Regions from separate parts of the Hordeum vulgare genome. Here all the other regions are linked to region 1. Evidence: chromatin contacts called from public Hi-C data. All regions are on one chromosome and are shown on one strand. The core of a region is the stretch at or near the end of the contact, and the rest is flanking DNA. Distances in the headings are between cores, read along the strand shown.

Region 1 (3,077 bases), core at 246-2,745:
ATACATTAGTTTTTTGATACTTATATTAAAGAGCCCATGTTTAATTTTCGCTCCAACCCTCCAAAATATTAGGACCAGCCATGACAGATATAAAGAGGTACAATTGGGTCAAGATGTTATGACCAGTAACTAATTGGACCGCCAGCCTAGACGTATAAGGATTCTTTGAGGAGTTGGGTTGTAGATGTTCTAAGAACGTACATCTACATTTATACTAGTACAAAATAGGAATTGCATCTATGAATTCCAAAATTGAAATGCATACATCAACACAGTTTATTCTCCGATTAACGAGACATACAAAAATTAAGAGCTTTAGACAACTTATATTACTACAATATATAAATAGAAATTGTTTAGAGACACGAAGAGAAGAAGTATCCTGCTACGTAGTAGTTTCTTCCACTTACAGTACGAACATGCGACCGTATGCGCGGTCCATTCTATCACGTGCCGACGGTGCACCCTGTCGGCTGCGTGAATTTCAGTGACGCGACGGCGCCCCCGGTGCCGTTGAGGCCACCCCCGAGCGGCATGCCACCGGGGCCGGCGGCGAGCATGGCGGGGCAGCTGACGAAGAGGTGGTAGCTGCCGGAGACCCAGCTCCCGACCTTCCACTTGACGCGGCCGTCGATCTTGACCAGCAGCGACACGTACCCGGCGGCGATGTCCTGCTTCATGGCCTCGGCGACGTATCCGGCGACGGGCACGGACTCCCCGGACAGCACGGGGGACCAGATGGTGACGTCCCGGTGTCCCTGGTACATGGGCGGCAGGGAGACCGGCACGGTGACGGGCTCATCGCGGTAGGTGACGAAGACGTCGAGGCGCCTGTAGAAGATGCCGACGCGGTCATTGGGGTTGCGGGAGGCAAGCGTGACCTGCGCGGTGGCTGAGAGGGAGGGATCCCCGAGGTTGATGGAGCGGAGCTGCAGGTCCTGCAAGTAGAAGGAAGGCTTGGTGGGGCGGAGCGCAAGGTAGACGACGAGCGCAATGAATGCCACGACGACGACCAGCGCCAGGAGGCACGCGGCGAAGCCGCCGCAGCAGCGCCGGAGGTGGTGCTCGTGTCTGTGGTGCTTCTCCTTGCTCATGGCTCTGCTCTCTGTGCTGTGCTCTGTGTGACTGGTGGCTGGTGGGTGTGCGTGCAGTGGCTCGCTAGCTACTCTCTTCAGTGGGTGTTAATGGCTTTAAAAGTATAGGAAGATGGGGCGTGGAGGCCAGGGAAAGCAACGTCTCAACCGAAGAAGATTCTTCTGCTAATTCGATCGGGGAGTAACTTGCGCCCGCATGCGCGTGCGCTTTGAGATTCTTCCTTTATTCTCCTGTTTGATGCAGCTTGGTGATCATGTAGTGAGTCCCGTTTGATCAAGCACTCGTTAAAACAAAACTTAGCAATGCAGTTGCGTTTGACAAGGCCATGTGTACCACCGCTCGATCGCCTTATCAGGCTATGTTGACATCAATCTTTATTTACGGAACCATAAGGAAGCAGACTAATGGTGGCAGATCTGACTGATTCCCGCCAATATTTTAGCTGAGGTGGCGAGGCTGTCATTGTCAAAGAGAAAATACAGTACGTAGTAAAATTGCGTGCTCTAGAATGACACAGTTAGCAGAAAAAAAATCGAAGTTATGGGCCGCTGCTGCTCGGGTGCTGTTGTCTTCTGGCGGGGATGGGCGTGAATGTAGTACACAACCAGGGTGTGCGGCGCATCATATGAAATCATGCATAGCTGCAATCAAGAGCCCTACACCCACCGCCGCTCTCCAACTCCCGAGTCGATGTCCCCTCTATCCAGCGCGATTTGCTTCATATTTAACGTGAGCAAACCCATGCGAGAGTCACCGGCTTCCACTGAGTACGCAAATATGGATTTAGGTGAAACTTTATGCATATACGAATATTTCACGAACCTTTCTAGCTAAGGGTAGGCGGCATCCGTAGCTGATGGATATGCATATACCACCTACCATTGAACCTTTTCCGTTCTTTAGCTTCGCTTGGCACATGGTCAGAGCCACCGGCATCGAAGCCAGGCTGTGTTTGTAATCAACTTCTGAATTATTTCTGACCCCATTGTAAAGGTTTTATTTTTTTGTTAAGAGCAACCAAAGCCAGATGGTAGTTTGTTGCATTTCCTGCTGTATTGGTTTTTTTATTTTTTGAAACGGAACATGTATTAGTTTTGGTTGTGGCTAGCAGACATACTTTTATGTCCACGTTTGGTCATGAAGGCTTGGTGGGGCGGAGCGCCAGGTAGACGACGAGCCACGCGAAGAAGCCGACACAGCAGCGCCGGAGATGGTGCTTGTGCAGTTTGGCTTATGGCTCTCTCTCTTTTCTCTTTCTTTTTTTTGCTGGTCGTGGCTCTACGCTCTACTCTCTGTTCTTTACTTTGGGTACTGCGGTGTGTAGCTTGCTCTCTTCAGTGAGTGAGCGATCCACGCTATCCAACAGAGCACGTACGTGTTAATGGCTTTAGAAATCACTGGAGATGATAGCTAACGAGTGCAGTACTGCACTGCATGCGTAAAAGTGTTTTTGGTCGGATCTTGGTATGGATGGGGTGGACGCAAGGAAAGCAACGTCTCAACCGACCTTCTGGTAATTCGATCGGCAAGTACTTCGACGGGGAACAACATTATCTGGCTACGCGGTACGGTTTATGCGAAACACCGGTGATTATCTCAAGCCTTCTTGATCATGCACACGAGTGTCAAGATACTTCGGACAATGTGTGTCTCCGAGGAGAGATGCTACATCCACGTAAATTCTTAGGTATGTTTACGGGCTGATGTGACTTGACCATGTTTGATTGAATTAAGGCGAGGGGATGCCCATCATATGTATCCAGCATATTGATAATTTATAAAATACTTATGTAAGTAATATTTATCTATATTTATAATATACTTATATGACTTTGATGTATTTTACATATAAGAATTAATTGGACTAATGTTGTTTTCAGTAGAATTACCGTGGTGCTGTTTTTTTTTGAAAATAAAAGTTTTTCAGAATCGTTTGAATTTTTTTGATTATTTTTCCTGAGAAAATAAGAAATACCGGAGCG
Region 2 (3,077 bases), core at 193-2,692, 610 kb before region 1:
CAGCGCGACCGTGCAACCCTGTGTTGCTTGGGCGCCCCGGGGCCATCGTCTTCTTCCTCGCCGTCAGCGGAGGCCTTGGACGGCGTCGCGAAGGCGAAATGCAGCTCCTTGGCAACCACTGTCTGCGCAGATCAAATTGAGGAGAACAATGTTAGTCTACATACATAGGCAACGAATTTCACTGCAGGTTTTGGGTTTGGCAGAGAGGGGGCAACGAATCTCACTGCAGGTTTTGGATTTGGCAGAGAGGGATCAGAGGTGCTTACTGCTTCGCTGACTGGCTTCGACACAAGGAGGAGCTGCCTCAGGTCGCTGTGGTTCACCTTGCACAGGACTTTGACCTGAAATGTTCCAACAAATTGGGATAAGCAACATATCTAGAACAAGAACCGGTTTCAAAGGGAACACTAGCGAGTTTGGGGCAGTAATTACCAAGACATCTTGAGGCAGCGATTCGAGAAGGCAGATGGTGTCGTCCATGTGGAACCTAATGCTGCGCTGCTTGCGCAGAGTGCGCACCGGGGAGTGCGGGCCTGAGGGGCTCGGAGCCGGAGAAACGGCGACCCTCTTCCTCCCCAGGATCCTTGTGCTGCCGCTGCTTGGGAAGCTCAAGCTCGTGGCAAGAGACCCCTTCGGCATAGTCTGTCCAATTGCCATTTTCCCCTTCGCCTGGTGAACTCTACTGCTGCAGTTGCCTATCTGATATGAGATCTGCACAGGATTATTGAGAAGAACTGGTTAATTCGGCAGCAAATAAATTGAATTCCAGACAGAGGAAAGAAAAATCCCCATCAGAGAAGTATACTTTGCAACAGTAACTCAACTATTAATCGCATTTTTGTTGGAAACGTCTGAAACACCCCAGCAGCCATTTCGATAGGAATCTACAAACCCCCAATTCTAGAGGCTGTGGCCTGTGGGAGCAATAAGCTCCAACAGAAACCTGAAGCATTTTCGGAAGAAAAAAGAAGTCCGTCTTCTCTTCAACGCACTTTCAAAACAGATTCCCCGAGAAACAACATTCCGCGAACTACTTGAACCGCTTGCAGAGCTCGTGAGCAACAATCGGAACAGAGCAAAATCCAGCCCAAAATAAACGATTCCAAATAAACATCACGAATTCGCCGCAATTGGCCGGAGCAGAACAGCAATCCCGACATCGAAAACAGAGAAAGGAAACGAGATCCCACGATCGGGGTCAGGTTGAGAAGAAACAGAGCAGGTGGATGTAATCGATCTCACACACCTTCCTCCCTTGGGTCTCGGCTGAAGCCTTCCTCCTCTTCCTTCCTATCCCTTCACTCCGGAGTCGCGGTACACTTGGTGCCTAATCCGATTGCGCTTGGCTGATGAAGAAACGTCGGCTGAACTCTAAGCAAACCTACCTGCTAAGTAATGGTGTTGGGAGGACCTGACGAGTTGAATGTGGGAACAGCTTGACCTCAACCCCTGGCTGAATTTATACTCGGGAGGGAACCTACCTCGAAAACTCTTCCAGCAGGGGTGTTTCCAGAAAATTGTAGGAACCGCCAGGAATCCAAAGCTGGGGGGTCGTGCTCCGGCAGGAGATCTTTTCGGCTCACGCCCTGGCCGCCAACGCAGCCAGAATGTTTCACTGGAAGGTGGGGTAGCGAGTGAGGTGGTCCACCGGCCGGTGTGCGTGGGGGAGGTGGGCATGGGTGTGGACGGTGGGAATTCGCGGATATAATCTTTTCGAAATCGAGGTGGGTTGGCGCCCGACCGCGTGCGGGGCTTGAACGCGTGGATCGGACGGCGGGGGTGCGGCCTTACGCGTGGCGGATCGGGGTACGTGGCGCGATCGCGTCGATCTGGAAACTAGCCGTTGGAGGGGGTGGGGTTGGTGACGTGGTGGCTGAGATCGGTATTGGCCGCTAGGAAGTCGGCGCAGGTCGGTCGGGGGAGGAGCTACTTTATTAGGGGTTGTTTTTCTCGTTTTGATTGCTTCTAAAATCATATCAGTGGGAAAGTGGATTAGCACGAACCTTCGTGGGCAAGAAAAACACGATTTCCATCCTGCCACTTGCAAGACATTCGGCTTGTTGTTTCCTCGTGATTTGAACTTTTTTATTTACTCACCATGAGCCAATTAACCGCTATGTAATTAGGGCATATCGTTTGCTAACATATTTTACGTTAGGCATATGCTAACTACTCCTTCCGTTTTTAAATATAAGTCTTTGTAGAGATTTTACTAGTGAACTACATACGGATGTATATAGACATACTTTAGAGTGTACATTTAATCATTTTACTTTGTATGTAGACATCTAGTAAAATCGTTTAAAAGACTTATATTTACAAAAGGATGGAGTAATTCTCTCGCAAGAAATGCTAACTAATTAGTTACACATTTTCACTTAAGATACTCTGGTTTAAAGTCCGCCACGTTATCTTCACGGGAATGTATTTTATTCTTTTCAACAGGTAAATAAATCAAAAAAGAATATTGTTACTACAAGCAAAATGCCATTTCCCAATAGTTAAGAAAACCATGGATGTGGATGGTACAGACAATGCATGGCATGCGTGAAGCCCTGACACTAGACGTGCATTGGATTCCTCGGTAGAGCTCACATATAATGTTAGTTTTGTGGCGATGCTACGACCTTCATCTCATTTTTTTCTTCTTAGAATTCAGTTTCATTTTTTATGGGTAGTACATACAAAGGGGTACGACCCCCACAAACTAGTTAGGAGTATTTGTATCAATATAGTTTTCTGAGGTTTGAAGACCGGCGAAAGCGTTGCTCTGCTTGTGCTTATTTTTTGACGTCGCGTTTGAACGCAGGGACGGGGTCCAAGTGGAACCACCCCAGATTTCGTCTCATGGAGTATGAAGTGGGTTTGACCAACCACCACCCTTCGTGCGCAGCGGCTGCTGCGTAGTATAGCAGGGCTGCTGCTCATGGTAACGCAACGCCGGTTGCGGGTTGACCCAGTCCCCACTGCGTCCTTTCCCGTCCAATGATACAATCCAACTTTCGTAAAGAAAAATTGATACAATCCAACTCCGTGAGGCCGTGCCTTTCACGGTTTCGACCACCGTGCGGCCAGGA
Region 3 (3,077 bases), core at 310-2,809, 540 kb before region 1:
GCCGACATGTCATCCTTAGCCAGGAGAGCGTCTCGTGCCACACCTGTCGTGAGAAGGGGCATGTGACGAGCAGGTGGCGCATGGTCTCGGGCTCCTGGTCGCAGAAGACACAGCGCTGATGGTGCTGTAGGCCGTGGCGGCGCAGCCTATCCGCAGTCCAGCACCGGTCCAAGCTGACGAGCCATAGGAAGAACTTGACGCGCGGGGGAGCCCAGCTCCTCCAGGTTAGTTGCGAGGAGTCGCACGCAACGGAGCCGTGGAAGGTCGCTAGGTAGGCGCTGCGCGCGGAGTAGGTTCTGCTTGGGGTCCATCTCCACATGAGTTGATCCGGCTGGTCGTGAAGCGTGACGTTTTGGGCGGTGCGCCAGAGCAGCAGGTACTGGAGTATATTGAACATGCAGAAAAATTGGGTTTTCATGTATAGAAAAAAGTACAATACATAAAAAATATTTGACTATACAAAAAATGTTTAATCTATAAGAAAAAAGTAGACATCCGAACATATATCTAAAAATATGTTAATTATGTACTTGAAAAATGTTCAACGCATATAAGAAATTGTAGTCTTGTATTTAAATTTTTTTAATCTGTATAAAGATGTTCCTACTGTATAGAAATATGTAAAATCTTTAAAAATAATGTATTTGAAAATATACAATTCATTTAATAATGTATTAAAAATATATAAATGATTATAAAGTGTTCCATATGTATAAAAAATGTAATGCGTATGAAAATAAAAATAGGTATCATAATATTTATTTTTAGAAATATTAATCATGTATTTGGAAATTTAAATCATGTACTAAAAAATCTGATGTATAGAAAAAACGTAGACTTGTGTTACAAACACAAAGAAAACTAGAAAAGAAAAACAATAGGAGGCCAAGAAAGAAACCAAAGAAAAAACTAAAAATACAAACTGAAAGAAAACATAGAAACCGAAATAAAAATAAAACAACGAAAAAGGATGCAGAATGCAGAAACGTTGCTACAGTCAGAGGCTGCTGGCGAGGGGAGGGTATATGTTGGTCTAAGCTGCTGGCGAGGGGAACTGTCCGGCTGCCCAAGACATATATCGATATTTTTCTTTTGAAAAAATATATATCGATCTCATGTCGGCGGGGCCATGTAGTGCGAGATTAGTATTTAAGAATCACTTTTTGTAAGGTCATTTTTACCATCTCATGTTGTGGCAATTGACGCATTGCATGTGCATTACTTGTCTTAAAAGATTTTTTTCATAGATTTATTTATTTAAAATATTCTATTTTTAATGTATTCAAATTTTGAATCGTTTTTGTTGTTGGATTTATCGCGTAGAAACTTTTAAACTAGGTATCATGTTGATAGGCTTTAATAAAAAAAAAACCATATCTCTCATGAAAAAAGAAAAATACACTTTTTTTTAGGAAGCACTGCTGCTCGTCTCGCGGAAGCAAATCCATCCCTCTCGTCATGCAGTAGGCCGAAGACCGAATTATTGTGCTACGGGCTGATGCGGACCACGGTGCGACCTGTATGAACGCGAAAAAGTAGGCGGACAGCTCAGCGGCCATCCATGCCGATGGACCGAACGAGCTCCCGGGCCCCGGAACGAGCTCCCGAGCTTCCGTGCGCGAGGACAGACTGTCCGCACCTAATTGCACGAGCTTCTTTTTTTTTTTCTCTTGGCTCCCTGTCATGCGCCATTTGTATCTAGTCCATTGTTATGTAGACCATCCGTCCAGTCCATGTTGACTGTTTTAAACACTCGATTTTATTTGGCTCATTCTTAATACTTTTTCCTTTTCGGTTTATAGCGTTTATATTTTAAAAAACCTAATACATTAGGCTTCTTTTGAGTCTAGATGAGTTGAAGTTCTTTCAATCTCACATCATATCCAATTCATAAAAAAAAAAGGCTATGAATGCATTATTTTCTACATGCATCATGCAAGACTAATAAAAATAAAATGCTATATTTACTGTTTGAGAAATCAAATATGTAAAAAATATTTAATTGGTTAGTTAAAACTAATGACATTCATTCATAATTCACTTTGATTGATGAAATTTAGATTTAAGCTCTATAAGCCAAAAAAAAAAAGATGTATATTTTTCACAAAAAGTCCAATGTTGATCCTTGAAATCACCATCATGGGCGTCTTATCTGATTGACTTGTTTGCACTTAAGGGATTATTTGTCTCAAAAACAGGAAAACAGGGAATGCAACATCCAACTTGGAACAGTGCTGACATGTTTTTGCTCCCTGAATATAAACGCTATATACCGAAAAGTCGAGAAATTATTTTGACACGGAGAAAATAGTACCCTTGGAGTATAATAATGCGTTCACTGTGTGTGCGGTATCTCCGAATCTCTCTCCGCTTGCGCTCTGGCGATGCCATCTCGGCTCCTCGGTAGAAGTAATTCATTTCCGTTAACTGTCCTATAAGCTAAACTGATTTGAACTTTGTTTGCCATAGGATAGCACATATCGGCAACCAGACAAGAGGTTAACTTGGCACTGAATTAAAGTGCAGTTTGGCTGGCCGTCCGGCACTCTTGAGTTTCTAGCTCTTGCTTTCAATCTTTTTGCCGGATGCACTCCAACTTCGACATCAGTTCACGTGTGGAGGATACCGCCCATGATACACTGCAGGACCCTTTGATCTACAGCATTTTCACAGCGCCAGCTTATGTTACCCACATAAGAAATATATCTCCAGCCATATATGTCCGAACAAAAAGGGTATACAACCAGGACGAAAAATATTCCAAGGGAATCACACTTTTAATCATCAGGGATGGAATATAATATCATTATCCAAAAAAGTTGCTCTTTTAATAATTTAATACTTCTCTCGTCTCAAAATAAATGTGTCCATTTTATGCTAACTTTCTACATATGCAGTATTAAACAAGGAAAACACTTATTTTCAACCGACTGATAACGCACAGACTTTATCCGTTTGGGCAGCCGTTGGATCAAGCTACCATCAACGCGCACGCGAAGCAGACCGCATCCTATCTGACTCTCTCCGCATGCACCTCTGGCTGTGCAGCGTAGCACCAGTTGCTGCAAGGCAGGAGA

Evidence for each region. Hi-C and Micro-C count contacts between places; a contact is called where the count stands out from the background.
Region 2: a contact with region 1 is called in a Hi-C map of leaf, with 4 times the contacts expected there. The contact joins the promoter of LOC123425704 here to the promoter of LOC123429858 in region 1. A contact is called at or near these places in 3 of 6 Hi-C or Micro-C datasets (leaf and seedling) and 1 of 1 datasets of contacts at active chromatin or transcription factors (embryo).
Region 3: a contact with region 1 is called in a Hi-C map of seedling, with 4 times the contacts expected there. The contact joins the enhancer-like site here to the promoter of LOC123429858 in region 1. A contact is called at or near these places in 1 of 6 Hi-C or Micro-C datasets (seedling) and 1 of 1 datasets of contacts at active chromatin or transcription factors (embryo).

Annotation. Positions count from the first base shown.
Region 1 is chr2H:168,381,855-168,384,931 of MorexV3_pseudomolecules_assembly, forward strand. LOC123429858 (NDR1/HIN1-like protein 1) reads right to left here and starts at 1,496. Exons shown (of 1, transcript XM_045113833.1): 1 at 245-1,496. The coding sequence starts at 1,094. The coding sequence ends at 447.
Region 2 is chr2H:167,766,993-167,770,069 of MorexV3_pseudomolecules_assembly, forward strand. It overlaps LOC123425704 (F-box protein SKIP27-like), which reads right to left and starts at 1,443. Exons shown (of 4, transcript XM_045109417.1): 1 at 1,247-1,443; 2 at 433-711; 3 at 267-341; 4 at 1-122. The coding sequence starts at 657.
Region 3 is chr2H:167,845,527-167,848,603 of MorexV3_pseudomolecules_assembly, forward strand. No RefSeq gene overlaps it. Among protein-coding and RNA genes, the nearest start is that of LOC123425704, 79 kb to the left of the region's middle. Within about 2 kb of position 1,560, at least 3 of the 3 cell types and tissues checked have open chromatin away from gene starts, as enhancers often do. A contact at or near this core is called in seedling, where this site is marked.